Linked DNA regions of Mus musculus: region 1 is linked to region 2. Evidence: chromatin contacts called from public promoter capture Hi-C data. All regions are on one chromosome and are shown on one strand. The core of a region is the stretch at or near the end of the contact, and the rest is flanking DNA. Distances in the headings are between cores, read along the strand shown. Region 1 overlaps L3mbtl3 (L3MBTL3 histone methyl-lysine binding protein). Region 2 holds the start of Arg1 (arginase, liver).

The links. Promoter capture Hi-C pulls out the DNA fragments that hold promoters and counts their contacts.
Region 1: a contact with region 2 is called in a promoter capture Hi-C map of pre-B cells, with 4 times the contacts expected there. The contact joins the enhancer-like site here to the promoter of Arg1 in region 2. A contact is called at or near these places in 3 of 39 promoter capture datasets (cranial neural crest, hippocampal neurons and pre-B cells) and 1 of 9 other capture datasets (adipose tissue).

The regions. Positions count from the first base shown.
Region 1 is chr10:26,322,879-26,327,137 of GRCm38.p6, forward strand. All of the region lies in intron 12 of L3mbtl3 (L3MBTL3 histone methyl-lysine binding protein), which reads right to left. Among named protein-coding and RNA genes, the nearest start is that of L3mbtl3, 49 kb to the right of the region's middle. Within about 2 kb of position 2,568, at least 56 of the 459 cell types and tissues checked have an H3K27ac peak or open chromatin away from gene starts, as enhancers often do. A contact at or near this core is called in pre-B cells, where this site is marked.
Region 2 is chr10:24,926,141-24,930,465 of GRCm38.p6, forward strand. Arg1 (arginase, liver) reads right to left here and starts at 1,330. Exons shown (of 8, transcript NM_007482.3): 1 at 1,172-1,330. The coding sequence starts at 1,228. It overlaps Gm40616 (a long non-coding RNA gene), which reads left to right. Exons shown (of 4, transcript XR_001779741.2): 3 at 822-1,633; 4 at 3,352-4,325.

The sequences.
Region 1 (4,259 bases), core at 1,318-3,817, 1.4 Mb after region 2:
AACTTGCATCTGCTCTGACTCAACACTTCTCCTCTCTAAACCAATCTGATATTAAAATGAAACTGAAACAACTTCCTTTTAAATTATAGTAAGCCTTATAACTAATGTACGAAGCAAAATTATATAACTAACATACAAAGTAAAATAGTATAATTTTATGCAGTGGTACATAATATTTCAATATATGAAATAATTATTCTTTCTAAAATATTTGTGTCATTCTATACTCTTAGATGACTATAATGTTTTAGTCATTTACTTTTTCTCTTTCCAATAAAAGTACTCTGTAGGGGGAACAAAAGGAAGTAGTACTTATAAATAGCTTCATAAAAAATAATACATATACAGTGGTTCAATTCTTTCTCTTGTCAATCAAATGTAACGGTAAAGTACCTGCCAAAGTCATGCTGATTATTTCAAAGCAAAAATAAATGTTACTAACTTTAGATTTTTTTGATTTATCTATAAATTACAACTAAGGAAATCTACACCATACTGCTTATTGCCTAAATGTTACATGAAGTCCATCATAAGTATTTATTAAGTCACCATTGAAGCTAAAGCCACCATCTCAATGAAGAAAATAAGCATAGCCCACTCTGACCCATTTTCCTTATACTCTGTCAGTAGCACACAGCGCCCCACTCAAAAGTTGGAAGGCTCCAAACTCATTTCCTTTGCCACCGAACAAGTCATCATAGTCCCATCCAGTGTTCGAAGGCAGACATGTGACAAGTGACCGGCACCAATCACTTTTCACTTCTTCTCCCTATCTCCATCATTTAGGACTTTATGCAAATCACGGGTGAACTACTAATAGCAGACTGCTATGATCCCTGTGGATCAATCGTGGGTGGTTCTGAAAAGCTCAGAAAACAAATTCACAAACACAAAAACCCCTCAATATTTATGATTTAACTATAAAGTGAGCAAGATCATGTTATACAAATTCCAACAGGCTAAGTGAGTACCCCAGCCCCTAGGGTTAAAAGGGAGATGTGCTTTGTTGGAGGTGGGTATTTGTTTAGCTCAGACTAGCCTTGAATTTGCTGTGTAGAGAGTGACTTTCACTTTTTTGATCCTCCAGCCTCCTTTTCCCAAAAACTACATCAACTTCCATGTGTATGCATGAGAGCCAAGCAAGGATATTTCTTCTTTTTCTCTGTGCTGAGAGAGAAGACGTGATTAATGTGACCAGTCATCTCGTGTCAGATAGCTACACTCCCTTCCTTCACAGTGCTTTGAGACCTTCTTCTAGCCCAGAAACCACACTCAACATACTCTAAGTGCAGGAATACAACCTTAGAAGATGATGTCCGCACTTGCCCCTTCCATGCTTCAAGTACTTGCGAACTGATTTCTGCCCCCTGAAACTTTTATTTGAATCCTGTGGCATGCGATGAAGCAGGTATTATCTGACCCCTACAGAAGGGGCAACTAGGCCGCAAGAGTTAAGTAAGCTACAAGGTGCCAGTTTCCACAGAGCATGCCTGACAGTGACTCAACATCCCCTCAGGTGTAACTCTAATCCCATGTCTTCTGCCTTTCTTCATGAACCCTCCAGTGAGGTTGAATCAATCCTTCATTCCACATGCCACACAAGACAGCAACAGATGGTACGGGGTGGGGGTGGGGTGGGGTGGGGTTGGAGGTGGGTACACAATTAAACCCTAAGCACCAATGACTGAGGGCACGTTTCTCTCCTACCTGAGAACACAGGTCCCCAGTGCCAAAGTTCAAGACTTAAGTTCCATTCACTGCATGCCCTTCTGCAAAAACACCACTCAGTGTACTTCCAACTAAACTTAGTAATAAAAGTTCATGGCACTCTAAGACCCATGTTACAAATCAGTTAATATTATATTATGAGAAAACTAAAGTTATTATTATTGTAAACTTGTAAATATTAAAGAGCTGGACCTTGAGGCACAGTTTGTAGTTACTCAGAAACAGCTGGGGAAAGGTGGTTTCTTCCACGTCACCAATTTGATGCTTCCCTTTCGACAGATCTACTCTTTGCTGACTTTTGCCCTAACTCACCAAGAGATCCATCACAACAAACTGAAACCCAAGGGGCTGAGGCTGCAGATCCACGCACTCAGGACTTTGTGCTAAACATATTAAGTCCCATGGTCATGCTGTCCTGGAGCTGGATCCCCAAAGACACGATCACACTAAAATAGCATTTCTTTCCAAGGAAAAATATTTCCCAGTGCCTGGGGGGAAGAAGAGGAGACAATTCTCATCATATGTTCTGTCTCTGGAGCCCAATATCAGGCAAGAGGGAGGGAAGAGGGAAAGAGGCTGCGTATGCAATAGGGGGTAGGGTACAGTATTCCTAAGGTGCTTATAACAGAGCAAGACAATGCAGAGGTTCCTCTATCTTGTACTCTTGTTGTGGCCATTTCAAGTTTAAACTAGAATTTGATCCCTTTGATAGAGAATCCCATAGACAACAAGCAAACCCTATTCTAGGAGCCCAAGGTCACAACACTCCAGCTACCTTACCTTAGCTTCTGCTAAACTGACTGTTTGTACAAAACCCCTCCTCCATCTAACTGCTTATCTTAGCATCTGTTAAAAGATTTTCTTGCGCAAAACCTCTCCCTGCAGCTGCAGAGCAAGACATACAGGATGTGGTTTCTACCTTTTAAAAACCCCTACCCGAAATACTTGGTGCTATCTTTGGGTCTTGAATACCTGAGTGCAGTCCAAGGCTACTGGAGTGAAGACTTTCAATTTGTTGACTCATCTCTGGTAGGATCCTAGTAACAATCCTCACTTTCCTTCCTGCATCTTTATTTTTTATTTTTTGGTTTTTTTAGACAGGGTTTCTCTGTATAGCCCTGGTTGTCCTAGAACTCACTCTGTAGACCAGGCTGGCCTTGAACTCAGAAATCCGCCTGCCTCTGCCTCCCAAGTGCTGGGATTAAAGGCATGTGCCACCACTGCCCGGCTTCCTTCCTGCATCTTTAAAGTAATGTCTAGTTTGAATATTCTGTGAATATTAAGACTGACCTTGAGGCGAACAACTATCAGGAAACCCAGAGGTATATTTTATTTTTAGCATACACTCTTTTCCTTTCCTCAGTCCTGCACACAATTTCCTCATGTTCCTTTTTAGAAGGCAGAAATTCTTCATTACAACTAAACACACACTATCTTGATGTAGACAGACACATGCTTTTCATTTCTTCTGTATAAAGTGGAATACAGCATCTCTATACTACGGGGCTGGGAGCTCTCATTTCAAAACTACTTTAAACTAAAAAAGGAAAGGAAATATGTAACCTCAATTACACACCAAAGTAATTTATACAGGAAGAAAAAAATCCCAAATTCAAAAGACTAGAGAAATAGAGACAGTCCAGCATTAAGCAATTTTAAATGTGCCTTAGTTGCACACTAAGGAAGGGAACACACTTTCTTTTGCTGACAATTAACAAAATATCATTTCATGTCAATAGAAACATAAGTAGCCCTCAAAGACATCCCAGTCTGAAGATAAAGGCATTAGTGTATGCTTTTAAATATGCAGAATGAGTTATAAGAGAGCAGATTTCCCTTTGCATTTATCAGAAGGAAGCAGGGTTCTATCTGTTTATTCACCAGGGCACTTGTGAAAAGCTTCCCATGGTCATTACTTTCTTCCAGAAATCCATGTGCAGAGTCAATGTCATACTGAAGAAGTAATTATGGCTTTAAAACACTGTGATGTCCTGGACAACAGAGGCAGGTTGATCTCTGTGAGTTCAAGGCCAGCCCTGTTCTGCACCTCAAGTTTCAGGAAAGTTAGGGCAATACAAAGAGACTTTGTACTTTAAGAGCATCATACTATGAAAATGGTAAGATAATATAATAATAAAAAATATTCCTTAAATGATATCATTTGTATTCAGCTATCTGAATGGTTCAATTAGCTGAGTATAAATATATGGAAAGATAGTTAAAATTCTCAAAGAGTTATACAAGACTCTCAAGATGAGGAAGAAAATGAGCCTGTGCATGCTCAGACATGGAGGCATGTGTTGGGAATTCAGGAATACAAATTTTATGTTTGTTAAATCAAATACACATCCTGAGTCATTTCAAAGGATTTCATTAGAAATATATTGTACTAGAGATACAATATGGGGCATGCTTCTTCTTCTTCTTCTTTTTTTTTTTTTTTTTTTTTTTTTTGGTTTTTCGAGACAGGGTTTCTCTGTGTAGCCCTGACTGTCCTGAAACTCACTCTGTAGACCAGGCTGGCCTCGAAC
Region 2 (4,325 bases), core at 80-2,579:
AGAGATCCACCTGCCTCTGCCTCCCGAGTGCTAGGATTAAAGGCGTGCGCCACCACGCCCGGCCATATTGTGGTTTTAAAGGCATCATGAATCAACAAAATACCCCCATATTCTAGTGTTCTGGGAGAGCTCTGTGGAGATTTTTCCATAGAAGGTGAAATGCTATTACTGATACCAAATACAGTCTGGGTCTCCAACCTTCCACAATTTGTATAGTGAAGAGGGTGTGTGTGTGGGGGGGGGCGGGGGGCAGATTATATCTTTAGGTTCCACAGTTTAAAAGGCTAAAGGCTGCCTGAGTCTAAAAGCCAAGAGAAAGACCCCACGTAAAACAAAAGGACCCAGGAGTCACACACCACCTTGCTTGGCTTGGATTCCCCCCGTCCTTTTTAAACACAGAGAGTTGGAGCCTAAGGCATCCTGCTATCTCATTCTAATTAGCAGCCTGAGCGTATCCACGCAGACGGGGAATGAGGAGCGCATTTAGGCAGTGCTGACATGCGTGAGTCACTTAGGCGGGCTAGGCAGAGATTTATGGATCCATTAGTCGTGCAGACCTGATGTATTGTTTTATTTGTTCTCCTTAAAGAGAGATGTAAACCCCCCACCTCCCCCCCCATCTCCCCCCCCCAACTAATACTCAAAATCATTAAGCTCAAAATACCATGAATTCTTCGCAAACTTGCAAAAGCTCTATTATTTAAGTTATCCAAATTAAAACAAGCCTAAAGGCTACCTACCACCACCCATTACATTTTTCTAAGCATGAATTACGTAACCAGACTAATGTGTTTTCTTACAATCTCTCACTCCATACTCAGAAAACATCAAAAGCACCAAGAGCCACCGTAACTATGAGAGAAACTGCAGCCCAGACACAGGTGATCTACATCCAGAGGGTTTTTCTTCAAGCTTTGTAGTGACTCTTTGTCTTGAAATGGACTTTGGCAGGATCCAAAAGTCGGCAAGCATACTATGCCACACAGTGGTGAAGAGACTTGAGCTCTAGCACCTGGAGCCCAGATGGTGCTGGGAAGCTTGTAGCCCCAAGGCAACGCCTGTTAAGTGTTAAGAATGTAACATTTCCAGCTTGCAGCTAGACCACGATGCCTGGCAAGTGTTAAAATGTAACACTTCCCAATAAATTCCAGTCATTCAAAGCCAAACTCACCTGTCCTTTTGAGAAAGGCGCTCCGATAATCTCTAAGGACTTTGGCTTGGAGCTCATGCTCTCTCTGGGTTCCAGCGGCTGCTGCTGCTGCATGTGCTCGGGCTGTCCAGCTCCTCTCCACCGGCCGTAACCCTAAAAGACAGAGGGCACATCTTTTTCCCCCCTTATAATCAGGTTGGATCTGTTTATCCAACAACTGGCTCCGCCCACCGAATGGAAGAATGACAGAGTCAACAGAACCTCCCCATCAGAGGAACTACCATTCTTCCCTCTGAGCATTATTCATCCGTCCAGTTCACACCCTTTTGAAAAAGCCAGCTGGATGACATTAATCTCTCCTCAGACAATTGACAATTATGTGTGATTTCATAACCTCATGTGAAGTGCTAGGCTTCCGGCCTGGGCACCTCAGGGCAGGGTGCTCACCTTTTCCAGGATTTAAGTCCACTGGGGACTTGCAAGGTGAGGCTAAAACAGCAAGTGGGGGGGGGGGGTGAGGGGGTGGGGGGGGTGTCTCTTACTTCCCTCCTGTTGAGCATCCTGAGTCAAGGCTTCAAGTTCTGGGGAAAGTGAGACACATTTCATGTGTCACCAGGTTACACTGTCTAGGAAAGCATGGGGCTGGTTTTTGTTTTATATTGTTGTTGTTGTTATTATTATTATTATTTACAGGAAGGCATCATTTATTTCCCTGACAACCCAAAGCAGTTCTATTTTTGAAATACAGTCTCCAGGAAAATCTCATTTTTGGAATCATGATATCCCAAGATAGGGAAAGCAAACTAGCTAATATGAGTTGTCTTTGTCGTGTGCCAAGTGCTATTCTAGTTAATGTTCTTTCGCTTCCTGTTTCCTCTTTAAACTAACTTCAGACTGAGAATCATTCTTATGCTGTTTTGCCCAGGAAGAGACTGCAGCTTGGTGAGGTTGCTAGTCACATACAGGTTGCAGAAGAATCGAAACGGAGCAATGGGCATTCTGCACCCGCCGAGCTGCCGCGATTCTAATCTACACACCAGCAGAGTGTCAGCAGGGCCCCCTGAGATCTAGGGCAGATGAGAGAGGCCAGCCGGTAACACCAAGCCCGATGACCCGAGTTTGACCCGAAGAACCCATTTGGTGCAAGGAAAGAGTCAACTCCTCCAAGTTGATCTCTGACCTCCACGTGGGTGATGTGGTCCGGTCCCTGTGTAAAGCCACCCCCAACACTAAAGAAATATTTTTAAAAGTATTAATTTAGAAGAAACACAACCAAGTATTCTCCCAGTTACAAAGTTACATGATTATAATTTTAAAAAGAAAACCCACATGTCAGAAGTAAATTTCTTTAACCTTGTGAGGACAAAAAGCACCCAGAATTTTAATACCTCAAGAAAGATTCTGTTCCCTCTACCATCAGTACATAGAATCGTTCAGTACAAAATAAACATTGACTTATTGATTGAATAAATGTATTGCATTTATTGAATGAATAAATCAAGAAGCCAAAGTCCCTCAGGACCATTTTGATACCTCCTTTTCAAATATATTTTTCATCTTACTATGTTTTTCTGATATACGGTTATAGATTTTTTTAAAAAATTGATTTATGTAAGATAGAATTTTCCTATATATTTGAAGCTAGCTAGGAATTTAAGTTTTACCTGCTCCCAGATCCCAAATGTGCACCTCTACATTTTTGTTTGCTTTTTGGAGACATGTTTTCTTTGTGTGGCTCTGGCTACCCTAGAACTAGCCCTATAGACCAGGCTAACCTTGAACTCACAGATAGCAATCTGTCACTGCCTCCTGAGTGCTGGGATTAAAGGTGTGTGATACCACCACCTGTCAATACCTCTACATTTTCTTCTATTTAATTTAAACTTTCTCTTTCTTTGGGCCTCTTGGTGCTGGCCCACAAATTCCAGCTATTTGAGAGGATGAGGCAGGGGGATTATAGGTTCAACACCTGCTGGGGTTATAGGGTTAGTTCAAAGGTCAACACAGAACCTGCCCCAAAGGTAAAAAGAAAAGAAGAAAAATGCCATTCAGGGGTAGATTGTTTTCCTGCCTGAAAGATGCTGGGCTTAAGTCTTGGATGCATGAAGAATTTGCTATTCACAGTGATTGCTGACTGTTGCGTCCATTTTTTTTTTTTTGTATTTTGTTTAAATCCTCCATTTCCCCTTTGTCTCTCCCAGTTTCCCCACCAGCACCAAATGGACAGACTCCCCACGTTACCACTGAGCTATCTCCATCAGATGCCAAGTTGCTGTTATAAACGATATGCTGCTCCATCTTCCAGTTTCCTCTATGCCCTGGGCTCATCACCTGTGGCTGCACCAATCCATGCAGCCTCATTGGTAGGGCTTCCGGAGGACGTTAGAGCTTCAGGAAAGGAACTGGTGCTCCTCTTTTTCAAAATCGCTTGACCTTACATTTACTTCTGTCGGGGTCTCGCAAATGTAGAGTGAGCCGGTGACTACGTTTTGAAAACAGTGCTACGGCCGTTACTAGCTTTATACATTCATTCATAGGTATTTGCTGTTAAACTTTATCACCAGGGCTTTTCCTGAAAGTCTTCCCTCGGGCAGTTTGAGGGTGACTTTTCATCATTGGCATCATTGGACTGACTGATCAAAACGCCCTGATTAAGTAAAACTCATGATTTCTTGACTATCTGTTTTTCTTGGGTCTTTATTGTTCTGGGTATCTCCATACACACGACGGTTCCATGTATGACACCGATTTACCCTCACAGTCAGTCCTATTAAAGTATCGCCTGCCTCCCTGCGTTCTCCTTCAGGCGACCATCCAGAACTCAGTGCACAAGTCCAGTTGTAGATGCAGTCATCTAATTCATCAAACATAAGTATCGTATTGTTTGCCTGTTCTGGGTCATTGAGGAATCAAAGGACAAGGAAATGCTTAACTAAGATCTGTGTTAGCCCAGCACCCTCAACCCAAAGTGGCACAACTCACGTACAGACAGGACTGTTGGCTAATACAGCCTGTTCATAAGAAAGCATAAGGAAGTCTGAACAATGCCTCACTTCCTAACAAAGTATAGTCTTGCCCTGCTGACAAAGCCTTCTGCTCTCTGACTTCCTTATTGAAGATGAGCTGGTCTCTCGTCGGCTACCACCCTCCGTGACCTTATGCAGACATATGTGTA